2 separate regions of the Sus scrofa genome follow, and region 1 is linked to region 2. A link is a contact called in public HiChIP or PLAC-seq data. All regions are on one chromosome and are shown on one strand. The core of a region is the stretch at or near the end of the contact, and the rest is flanking DNA. Distances in the headings are between cores, read along the strand shown. Region 1 has its middle 95 kb from the start of DNAJC10. Region 2 overlaps PDE1A (calcium/calmodulin-dependent 3',5'-cyclic nucleotide phosphodiesterase 1A).

Region 1 (6,529 bases), core at 1,405-3,904, 460 kb before region 2:
TTTAAAACCTCTGGATACATCCAGGATCTTTTGCTGGTAGCAGATGTCTCTGTTAAACACCACTTTGTGGTTGAGTAAGTGTTTCCTCCTTAGTTTACCTTTTCAGCTCTTGTGTATAAACCTATAGTTTCTTGAATCTATTCACTCTTTAAACTGAGATTTTATTTTTATTTGTACCCTCAGCTTTGCCAGATCTGACCAAGGACAACTGAAGTTTTAGGACTAGCTTAGTTTTTCTTTCCCTATTCTGACTTTGCTTAAAATAATGACTTGTGTTGCACAAAGTTCCCATCTCACATTCCATTTCCAGGAAGTGGGCAATGAATTTTTTTCCATATGTCTGAATTTTATCTTGTTAATAACTTCTAGCTACCCAATTCCTCTTCAAGTAACTGCATCTTTTTTCATTCTTTCTATTCAGTCCCTGGAAAGGGTAGTTGCAGATGAACTACAGGCCACCAGAGGGGGCTATGTTATCTGCTGCCATTTAAATGCATTGTACAGTCCTTCCAATCCACATTCCCATTGTGGTCCTTTCCCATCCACATTTATGGACAAATTTTGGCATTCTCCTGACACCAACATTTGCCCTCATACTCTACCTGGTCACAATAATCCATTACATTGGTGTAGCACTTTCAAAAAACCTGTATCAGGTCTAATAATAAGCATCTATAAATTGGATATCATCAGGTATTTTTTGCATAAATAATAAAAATGTGACTACGAAAGTCAAGATTTCCGTCCATGTATTCATATTGCATGTCTTCATTTTGTTGTTGTTTGTTTAATGTAACTGCAACTGGCTTTAATTTCCCCAAACTTATTGTTATTACTTAATAACAAGAGTCTGCTTAAGCTCTCACCCCACATTGTGAGGACTTGATATTTTTGTTTTGCTCGTCTGAATCAGAGCTCCTATTCTGACTCCAAAAACTGGATTATAAACTTACTGGGAATTTGGTTTATTATCCCCAAGGCTCATAATATCACTGTAAGCACACAGAGACATCTTCTCAGCTAATAACTCAACATTTTCTTTCAGTGTATTCCAAACTTAGCTGAGAAGAATCATGGGGGCCTTGTTTTATGCACATGTTGTCAGGTTACCAGATTTCTTCCCCAGGAACACTCTAGGTTAGCAGTTTTGGTGTGAGATCTGAAAATTTTTAAATAAGAATTGTAGACAGCTATCTTCAAGCAAATTTGAAAATCAGCTTCCTAGAGCAGAGTGTTTAAGAAGGGCATGAAATTAATCTGTTCATGCTCATTTCCTCTTCTGTGAATTTTTTCTCGGTAGATAAATTTCTTTTCTTTTAATCTCCTCCTCTGCCTAGCTTCTACTGTCAATGATATAATTTCATTTGGGATAGTTTATCAGCTCACTGTGTAATTTGGGTCTGGTAAGACATTTGATCTATAGATGCTCTTTGTCCTGAACTGAATTGGAACACATGATTCCAAAATTGTACAATATGATTTATGCCATAGTATTTCTAAAGGCCACACATTAAAGAGAATTTAAGTCCAATACTAGACTTAAATCTTTTCCTCTCTTCCCAAAGAGGGGATGTCTTTCCCTAAATGACCCCATCCATCCCTGCAGAAGCTGCCAGTCTATCTCAATGATGCTTAAGTTAAATTCTGGGAGGCTACTGACACATTATAAAAACAAAGTACATATAAAGAGATCACCCTCCCACAAAATGACAAAGCATGTAATGCTTATTTGTGTGGCTAAATTTCCTATTTTTCCCCTTTGACACTGTAAGTTTTCATTTATGTATCTTTTATATCCTCAAGTAGCCTACTAGAAGTTATTTTCAACTGAAAAATAAAGTTTTATTACCCAAATATAAAAATAATGAATCACTAATTCAGCTATTCAGAAAACCAGAAAATTTATTTTAGGCAAATTCTTTACTTCTGGATGACAAGACGAATACCTTGTTTTTGGATTCAGCGTATTTTGTTCAGTAATACACATATTTTTTTTCCATTGAGAAATGAATTCTTAAATAAGGTAATGAAAAAAAATCATGTTTTATTTACTTTAGATATCCAAGGCCTTTGCCAATTTTTTCCTGGCATAACACTGTTTTACTATGATTTGAATATCTGACAGACTTTCCATTAATATTCAAAATATTACAACAGTTGACTTCAATTTGACAGAAAAAAGAGAAGTGTAGCCTGGCCTCCAATATTATTGATGTGTTTTGAATAACAAATTCCAACCATGCTTGTGTGGCTTTGTACAAGGAATGTGAAAAGAAAATGTGAAAAAAAATAAATTGATAGTGATTTTATGATAAGCAATGATTTTATTGGAAAGAACACCCCAAAGAAAAAATATTTCATCAGACAAAAAGGAATATTTACATTAAAATAACAGAAAGCAGCTACAAAAACGTGCAAGATGTAGGTGTGCCTGAGGATGCAGGAAATGAGTGAGTTATGCTATTTCAAATTCCTATAATTTTGAAGATTGAAACAATTTAATACTATTATTAATCTTTCAAATATGTGTTCATAAAATTTTTCTTGTTTTAGAATCCACTTATTTTCAAACATTTTGATGGGTTTCAATGGCCTTGCTTATGTCTTAAATAGGATTGAGAAAGAAGAAATCATGTGCTAGTCATTCTGCCATTTATGATTAACTCCCTTGTCACAGTTAATCATCACCATGATACACTGAAGCAGGCTGTATCCTTTCCATTCAGACGTGAAAGTAAGTCTCAGATAAATTGTCATGCCTCAACACAGGCATAGTAATTTCAGCAAAACTGGAGGTAGAGCCTCAATCTTTTAGTTCAGTTAATCATTCTATAGTTTGTAAACTATAACAACATGCACTTGTAAGAGTTATAATTATTAACTAAGAGTATAGAGAGTTGCTAGAGTCTTTTACTGTGTAGAAAGGCCTTGTGTTTGATTCCAAATCCTATAAATGCTTAACACAATTAATTTTTTAAATTGAGTACTTCAGTGCATATGCCAAGTGCTTTACATGCACTATGATGTTAAATCCTCACAACATCACATTGCAATAAATATTACTGTTACTGTCATGCTTTGTACAAAAGAGGAAACGAGCTCAATGAGTCTGCATAGATTGCTTAATAGTCAGTGAGTGTGGAACCTACTTTTTCTCTGAACCATATCCTGTTTGAGCATTACATAGCCCATTGTCAGTCAGTGGTACAAATTCATTACATAAAGAATTATATATGCAGAAAGACTTACATGCTGAGAATTATGAAACACTGATAAAGGAAATTGAAGATGATTTTAAAAAATGGAAAGATATCCCATGGTCCTGGATTGGAAGAATTGATATCATTAAAATGCAATCTAGAATTTTTATGTTATCCCTATCAAATTACCTGTGACATTTTTCAAAGAACTAGGACAAATAATCCTAAAATTTATATGGAAACACAAAAGACCTAGAATTTTCAAAAAAATTCTGTGGAAAAAGAACAAAGCTGGAGGCATAATGCTCCGGGCTTCAGACGATATTACAAAGTTATGGTAATTAAAACAATGTGGTATGGCACACACACAAAAAAACAGACATATGGGCCAATGGAATAGAATAGAGACCAGAAATAAACCCATACACCTACTGTCATCTAATCTTTGACAAAGCAGGTAAGAATACACAATGGAGGAAAGTCAATCTCTTCATCAAATGGTGTTGGAAAGCTGGAAAGCCACATGTAAATCAATGAAGTTAGAACATTCCCTCACACCACACACAAAAAATTAAGTCAAAGTGGCTTAAAGATCTTGATATAATTTAGGATATCATAAAACTCCTAAAAGAGAGCACAGACAAAACATTCTCTGCCATAAACCATACCAATGTTTTATTAAATCAGTCTCCCTAGGGAAAAGAAATAAAAGCAAAAATAAACAAAGAAGACCTAATCAAACTTACAAGCTTTTGCACAGCAAAAGAAACCATAAAAAGACAAAAAGATAACCTAAAAAATGGGAGAAAATATTTGCAAATGATGCAGCCTACAGGGCTAAATTTCCAAAATATACAAATGACTTATAGAGCTCAATTTTAAAAAATTCCCAAAGCCAAACAACTCAATCAAAAAATAGGCAGTGGATCTAAACAGACACTTCTCTGAAGAAGATATACAGATGGCCAACAGTCACATGAAAACATGCTTAACATCACTAATTATTAGAGAAATGAAAATCAAAACTACAATGAAGTATCTATCACCTCACACCAGTCAGAATGGCCATTATCAAAGAGTCTACAAATAATAAATGCTGGAGATGGTGTGAAAAACGGAACCCTTCTACACTGTTGATGGGAATGTAAATTGATGCATCCACAATTGAAAACAGTATGGAGTTTCCTTAAAAAACTAAAAACAGGACTACCATTAGATCTAGAAATCCTATTCCTGGGCATATATCAGGAAAAGATTAAAAACTCCAATTTGAAAAGTTACATGCATTCCAATGTTCAAAGTAGCACAATTTCAATAGCCAAGACATGGAAGCAATCTAAATATCCATCAACAGAAGAATGAATAAAGAAGATATGGTACATATATATACAGTGGGATACAATTCAGCTATAAAAAGAATGAAATAATGCCATTTGCAACAGCACAAATGGACCTAGAGATTTTCATACTAAGTCAAGAAAGCCAGAGAAATACAAATATTATATGATATCATTTATATGTAGAATCTAAAAAAAAATGATATAAATGAACTTATTTATAAAACAGAAATAGACCCACAGACTTTGAGAACAAATTTACGGTTACCAAAGGAGGAAAGCAAAAGGAGGGATAAATTAGGAGTCTGGAATTAGCAGTTACAAGGCCCTACTGTATAGCACAGGAAACCATATTTAATAGCTTATAATAAACTATAATGAAAAAGAATACATATATAACTGAATCACTTTGCTGAACACCTGAAACTAACACAACATTGTAAATCAACTATACTTCAATTTAAAAAAAAAAGACACATGCACCCGCATGTTCATTGAAGCTCTATTCACAATAGCCAAGACATGGAAACAACCCAAATGTCCATTGACAGATGATTGGATTAGGAAGACGTGGTATATATACACAATGGAATACTACTCAGCCGTAAGAAAGAACAACATAATGCCATATACAGCAACATGGATGGAACTAGAGACTCTCATACTGAGTGAAATAAGTCAGAAAGAGAAAGACAAATACCATATGATATCACTCATATCTGGACTCTAATATATGGCACAAATGAACCTACAGAAAAGAAAATCATGGACCTGGAGAACAGACTTGTGATTGCCCAGGGGGAGGTGGAGGGAGTGGGAGGGATTGGGAGCTTGGGGTTAACAGATGCAAACTATTGCTCTTGGAATGGATTTACAGTGATATCCTGCTGTGTAGCACTGAGAACTATGTCTAGATACTTACATCGCAACATGAAAATGCAAGGAAAAATTATGTATACATGTATGTGTAACTTGGTCCCCATGCTGTACAGTGGAAAAAAAAATAAATAAAATTTTTAAAAAAGGAAAAAAAAAAGAATTACACATGCAGCTTTACACAGAGTCCATGATTTAATTAATCGTGGTTTAGGATTTTTCTGTAGTCAATTGCTCAATTAGTTTTTGATCTGTTAGTCTGGAAACCACTACCCAAATGCCATGATTTGGATCTAATAACAACTTTGTGTTTGACAGATTTAATGGGCATATATTTAAAAAAAACATACATAAGAGTGTACATATATATATGGAAATATATATGTATAAAAGAATATATAAGGATATATAGATATTTATATATGATATATATATTTAAAGAGATTTATTAGGAGATATATAAGGAGACATATGTATGTAAAGATATATATAAGGATAAATAAATAAGGACTTGTGTATATACATGAATATATCATATATATATTCTTTGAAGCTGAAAAATCTGGAGGAAAGGCCCACATTTAACATTGGTTTATTCATGGATGATTGGTAATCTTCAGGTGTAGAAGCTTGTTACAAGATTTTTTTTTTGTTATAATCACTGATTAGAAGGTATCTCTGACTTAAATTAAATATGACCATTAAGCTTTTGAAGAGCATTGACTTACCCTAGGCAAACTGTAGGCTTCTGAGGATTTAAATGAAAGGGAAAATTGTAACAGATCAGTCATCAGCATTTATTTATCATCCATCATAAGCTAAAGAGAGAATTTTGGTTGTAGGACTCAAAAGGAGTTGGCTGAATTCCCAATCTGATTTAACAAACAATCAATATAAGCAGTTTAAATATATTGCAAATAAACTGCAGTGTGATATTTTCCTGTACTTTCTCAAATGTGCCAAAGCAAGTACCCTACATGTCAACTCTCTTATAAAAAAATATGACATGTCTTCTTTCCTTTTCCTAGACTGTCCCCTCAAATTGCAGCCATTGTTTTTGGATTGCCATTTTCAAACTTTTCTTTCTGCAAAGATGAGGAGGAAAGCGGATGGCCC
Region 2 (6,293 bases), core at 1,951-4,450:
ATGTGACTTGCCTCAAATCCCACAACTAGTAAGTGGAGGAGCTGGAATTCATTCTTTCTCTCTAAACACAATGCCCTAAAATCCCGTGCTGGGCAGCCCCCAAGGAGGCCCTTCATGACCACTAGGAATAATGTCCTCTGCCTGTTTTTCCCTACTCAAAACCAGTTTAGTTACTTCAAAGTGGTATCACTTGTCCATAATCAGTGGTGTTTATTTATTGCTTTACCTATTATCTGTCTTGCACATGGAAACCTGTTATCCTCAAAAGTAGAGCCATGGTCTGCTATGTTTTCTAGGGTGTCCTTAGCTCCTTGCTCAGTGCTGGACATACACAGATACTCAGTAAATATTTATTTAATTAAATAGTTAATTAATCCTAGATAGTGTTACATTATTCCTCCACCTCTGCTATTAGAAAACAAAAGAAATATTGATCCTAATGCCATCATCCCACTCTGTAACTCATGTTTTCCCAGCACATAAGCTTAGTCAAAAGGAAATAGAGTTTCCCAAATATCTGTGGTTCTACACAGCCATTACAAGGACCACTTCCTAGATGTATAAACTGTGCAGTCACACAGTCCCCCACACTCAGAATGGTCCTGTGCTTAATTAAATACTCTAACATCATCATCTTGTAATTTAGCCATGGGCATCATTTATGTTGGAGAAACCAGGGGGTTTTGCTCTCTTGTCCCATCCCAAATTGAGTTGCCACCTCTGGCAGCAAAGTTGGTTTCTGCTGCCATTCTCAAGCTGGTGTTGGTGGCAGAGGTTGGAAATAGCTGCAGGTTCCTGCTATGCTTACCAGAACCTCCAGAAATTTTTCAAGAATAAATATTCTCAAAGTGTTGTGTTGCCTTGATTGATTTCCAGGGTGATTAAATAGTTGTTCTTGTTAATGTTTTCCAACTTTTTATGCTTGTTTTCTGTGGAAAGGAAACACTCAGCCTATTTACATCACTAAGAGGAAGTCCTCTTTCTCCACATTGGTTTTGGGGAGAATTAAATGAGTTAATTTAGAAGTACCTTAGAAGTACCTAAAATAGTAGCCACTTTACTTGGCTGTTGTTATTATTACTATAATTATTATTTACTGTGCTTTTGCTGTGTGTTCTAGGAATTAGGGACACAGTAAAAAACTAAAGAAACAATAAAACATACCTTCATGAAAGAAGGAATGAGAGTTAGGAGCAGGATTGCAATTTTAAATAAGGTGATTAGGGAAAGGCTTTACTGAGAAAGTGATAGTGTAAAGAAATACATGAACAGTCAGAAAGAGCTATGGTGAGACCTGGGGTAAAGGGTAGGGGAATAAGTTTTCAGACAGAGGTAGTGACCAGCAAAATATCTGGAAGATGGAGTTTGCCTGACGTGCAAGATATAAGAGGAGGCAAGTGAAACAGGGAAATTGGGCAAGTGGGAGTAGTGTAGGCAATGACAGATGGGTATATGATGCCACATCACTGGTTTGGATCCCAAAGAGTTAGGAAACACAATGTATGGTTCTAAAGGAGAAAATAAAATGATCTGAACTGATACTTTAAAAGGTTTACTCTGGCTACGGAATGGAAAATACTATGTTTCAGAGACAAAAAATGGAAACAAGGAGGCCAGAAAGAGACTGTTGTTTATAACTCAGAAACAAAGATGGGGACTTAGTTCAGGTGGTTGTGGTAGAGGGAGAAGTGTCTAAATTGTGGATACATGAACTAGTATCCATGAGTAGAAAAGGATAGCAAAAATAGATTGGATTCTGGATATATCCTGAAAATAGAACTGATAGGATTTGTTAACAGATTAGGTATGGGCTATGAAATCCAGAGAACCATCAATGCCAGAGTTTTTGTTTTCCTACACATTAATTGTGTATGTTTAAATTTCTATAATCATTTTTCAGAACACTTTGGCGTTCTCTAGAAAAGCTGAGGATGCACGTGCATTCCCCAGCAATCTCACTTCTATATTTTTACCTTAGAGAGACTTTATTCATCTGCATCTCAAGACATAAACAAAACATGCACTACAGCATTGTTAACAAGTGCAAAAAAATGTGATAACAGTAAAATGGATTTATAAGCTCTAATGTATTTGTATTATGAAACAGCATAATCTGTTAAGATAAATAAACTTTCACTGTGAACATCAACAGGAATGAAAGACACATATAATATTGAGTAAATCCACCTAGATTGGAACAAAAACCATAAATCAATCCCAGATCTGCTTTCTTTCCCATCTTCTCAAAGAGAATGTGTGCTTGAGAAAAACTAGTTATGTCCCAGAATTAAATCTGGGTGGTCGGTCTGGAATGCACTATGTTTCTTACTATACTGGGTAATTTTCTGATTTGTTTGATATTGATTCAAACCCCAAAATACTAGGCTCAAAGAAGATTAAGAAGTGAGAAAAGGAGGCAACGTGGAAACTGAGACGCTACCAGAACTGCATTGGGCACAAATCACAGCTGTTTAGAACCAGAAGGAAACCTAGAGCTAGCTTAAGGCAAGCTTGAGGTATTAGAATATGTATTAAATTGTTAAAACATACTAGTGTTTTTCAATTTCTTTTTTGTGACTTATTTCCTACATAATTGCTATAGAGTCATAGAATATGTCCATATAATCTCATTCATTAAAGCCTTCTGAGGAGTTTCCATCGTGGCTCAGCAGACCATCATGAGTCTGACTAGTATCCATGAGGACCCAGGTTCGATCCCTGGCCTCGTTCAGTGGGTTAGGGATCTGGTGGTGCCACAAGCTGTGGTGTGCAGGTTGCAAATGCAGCTCAGATCCTGAGTTGCTGTGGCTGTGGTGTAGGGCAGCGGCTACAGCTCTGATTCGACCCCTGGCCTGAGAACTTCCATATGTCATGGGTATGGCCCTTAAAAAGATTAAAAAAAAAAAAAAGGCTTTTGAGACCTGCTTTTGGCTTAGTAGCTCATATGTTCCACTGAAAAGAAGGGGAAACATAGGATTTTGATTAGAATTACTTTGATACCAGTTTGGGAAGAAGTGTCATCTTCTAGTTCTTTTCTCTCCCTCATCTTCCTTTTGGTTTCATAGAAATGAAAACAATTGCACTGAAATAATGAGTCAGACCTTTCCCAACTCCAATCTGAAGGCTACACTTATCCTTCTTGCTACTTGGGGCGAAAACCTCAGTCTGTGACCAGGAAATGAGAAACCTAGATGTTTTCTGGAGGTGTGAATGAGGAAGTACAGTGCTTGACTAAGTATTTTCCAAGAAATTTTGCCCCATATATGGACATGACTTTTGAACCTGAAAACTGAGAGTGTGTGTTTTGTTTCTGAGTACTTCAGCAGCAGTACTTACGTCAATTTGTCCACATGGGCACGGACCACTGTGGCCAGTAAGTGGCAACAAAACCAGATTAGTTAATAGTATGCAGCATCAGCTCGTCAACAAGATAAACAGCTTTTCTAGGAAGGAAGTTTTTGTAGGAATTTCCCTTTTGTAGGGAGGGAAATTAAAAATAAAGTATGATTGTTGAATTAAGGCAATATTACTCAGTTAACATTTGTCAAGTGTTTTCACTACTTTACAGGAAAAAAAGATCAGAGGTTCATCTTTCTTTTAATTTGAATGATTTAAAACTAACTGAATTATGTGATACAAACTGAAATAATTTTAAATTCCTTGAGATTTTCCAGTGTGGTTAATAGTTTTAAAAAATGTTTCAGAGGGAAACTGACACTTTTGAACATAGGTGAATCTGTTTTAAAAACAAACAAACAAAAAAAATGAGACCTCATTCTCTGTTTTGTACCAAGGTCTAAGGCAATCTTAAGACATGTTTAGGAACTTGAATTCAGTTAAATTATTTTTCCTAGAAAATATTTACAGGATCATAAAAACCAGTTAAAAAAAAAAGGAGCGCTATAACATAGTGTAAATAGCCGATTTGTTCTCATTTCCACCCAATGTCTAACTTAGGGAACTTTAGGGACAAATGCAAGAAACTGTTGTTTCACACTCTCCCCTCTGACTCCCACAGATACTCCTGTCCATTTTGGAAGTTCCACAATTTAAATCAGGCTGATTCTTCCTTTTGGTTTCACAGGGTGTGAATAAGCTGCCCCTGGAAAAATGGGAAGTAATCCCATCGGAATGCCACTTTTATCTTCCTCCTTTGCTTCTCAAGGGAAAACCTAGATCGTGTCCTTGGTGTCATATGGAAACAAGGCTGCGTGGGCTTCAGGCTGTATTTCTCAAATTTAGGGCACTTACAGAGCCTTCCTCAGTAAATCTTTATCTTCAGTGCTGATAGATGCTGAAGTATTCACAAGAATAAATAGAGTTGTGAGCCTAAACATCACACCCAAACCAATTATACAGTAGTGCTTTCACAAAAACCTATGTCAATCACTCTGCACTCATCTCATAGAACTTTGTTAGATTTTTTCTTTTTTCTTTTTAGGGTCGCACCTGCGGTATATGGAAGTTCCCTGGCTAGGGGTCGAATCATAGCTGCAGCTACCGGCCTATGCCACAGCCACAGCGATGCCAGATCCAAGCCGTATCTACACCTTATCATTGAAGCTTGTGGTAATGCTGGATCCTTAACCCACTGGGCAAGGTCAGAGATCAAACCCACATCCTCATGGATACTAGTCAGATTCTTAACCTGCTAAGCCACAATGGGAACTCCAGATCTTTTTTTTCCGTATTTGCCAGCAATCCCTATTAGTCCCTAATAGTGCAACTCATTCTTACATCTATTGCTTAGAGAAAATAAAAATAGATTTTTTTAAAAAAACAAAAATATGTCCATGTTACTTTGTATTGAATTACTTTAAAGGTTATGTTTGTAAATATTCATAAAATATTTCAGTTACTCTTTTCCATTACCTTTTTATAAAACATAATGCATTTTACATGATAACTCCTAAACTCCCAGGACTATGAATCTTGAGCATCTTTTGGAGAAAATATATGAATACTTTTTAGATTTCATAAGGGACATGTAAACAGAGGGAAGAAAAGTCTTTCAGAGATTAAAGACTAGAACTGACTCTCATTTTCTCTCTAATTATGGTTTAAAATGTAATTGAGAGTTTAAATGAGATCTTGCTCATAATTTTTAAATCATATTTGAAAGTATTAGTAAATTAAATTATGTATTATATTATACATTTATTTTATTGTTCCTATTCCTAATTTAATCTCTTCAGCTAACATTCTACATTATATTATCAGTGCAGTAAAGCAGGAGTATGCATTTGGTAGAATGGAACATTTGGAAGATCAGAATTATAAAGTTTTAAGAGGTAGTATTCACCAAAATCACTTAACCTTAGAGGACTTAGATAACAGTTCATTCAGTGAGTGTGTACTTGTGTGTTACTCATTCATTCACTCATTTATCATAAGGCATAACTCAGTAGTTTTCAACCCTGGCAACATATCAGCATCATTGGGACTACTTTATTTTTTAAAAGTTCAACATGGTTTATTTTCAGGAACACTTTTGGGCATTTCAACGAATGCAGAGGGCTTGGAGGGGAGAGCAGAAAACTTCACTAGCTCCTTGCCAAGACAAGCCAAGTACAGATTAGGATCTGAGCCAGCTCCATCTTGACAAAGCTGTACTCAGGAGACATCAGTTTGTACCTAGATAAAGCTGCCATTAAAATATCTATGTCTTGGGTCATGTGTCTCTACCATAGAACATTTGTCTTCTCTTCCTGAAAAGTCAGTGGACATTCTTTCTACCTTTATCCTTGTTCTTTCCTCCTCCTTCTTGGGCCCCCTCCTCTACTTATTAAAATCCTACCTATCTTCCAAAACCCCATTAAAATGCCCCCTCCAAGAATCCTATCATTTAGTTTTGTAAGCTGTTTATTTGTACTGCAGTTGGAGTACTTACATTCTGCCTTGCAAGTCTCAAAATGGGAAGATAAAAATATATTCAAAAAGGATGTGCCAAAGTCAGTATTGGGATAGGAAAGGGAGTGAAGGAGATTCAGTATCTGTTTCCAGTTACACATGCCTTAGAGAAATTCTGACGTTCCCTTTTGGAGATGTACTCTACCCAATGAGAACTATTGAATATCATGAGATACTACAACCAAAATGTGTTACACATGCCTAAAACTATGGAGCCTGCCAAAATATTGAGAACTACTAATGAAGTTATTCTGAAAATATTTACGGAGACCCACTATATATAAAACAAATGCCTGTAGATTTTTTAAAGAGAATTCATAGAATGTAGGATGTTCAGCTTTAGATATTGATGGTTCTTGCTCAGAGCCAGGAAAGTTCTGTCA

The links. HiChIP or PLAC-seq counts read pairs in DNA pulled down with a chosen protein or histone mark.
Region 1: an H3K27ac HiChIP or PLAC-seq map of alveolar macrophages shows a contact between it and region 2. The contact joins two enhancer-like sites. A contact is called at or near these places in 18 of 47 Hi-C or Micro-C datasets (adipocytes, embryonic fibroblasts, epiblast stem cells and 11 more) and 2 of 2 datasets of contacts at active chromatin or transcription factors (alveolar macrophages and skeletal muscle).

What each region holds. Positions count from the first base shown.
Region 1 is chr15:88,100,551-88,107,079 of Sscrofa11.1, reverse strand. No RefSeq gene overlaps it. Among named protein-coding and RNA genes, the nearest start is that of DNAJC10, 95 kb to the left of the region's middle. Within about 2 kb of position 2,654, at least 4 of the 83 cell types and tissues checked have an H3K27ac peak or open chromatin away from gene starts, as enhancers often do. A contact at or near this core is called in alveolar macrophages, where this site is marked.
Region 2 is chr15:87,638,603-87,644,895 of Sscrofa11.1, reverse strand. The region is part of intron 14 of PDE1A (calcium/calmodulin-dependent 3',5'-cyclic nucleotide phosphodiesterase 1A); the gene reads left to right. Among named protein-coding and RNA genes, the nearest start is that of PPP1R1C, 180 kb to the right of the region's middle. Within about 2 kb of position 3,200, at least 1 of the 83 cell types and tissues checked has an H3K27ac peak or open chromatin away from gene starts, as enhancers often do. A contact at or near this core is called in alveolar macrophages, where this site is marked.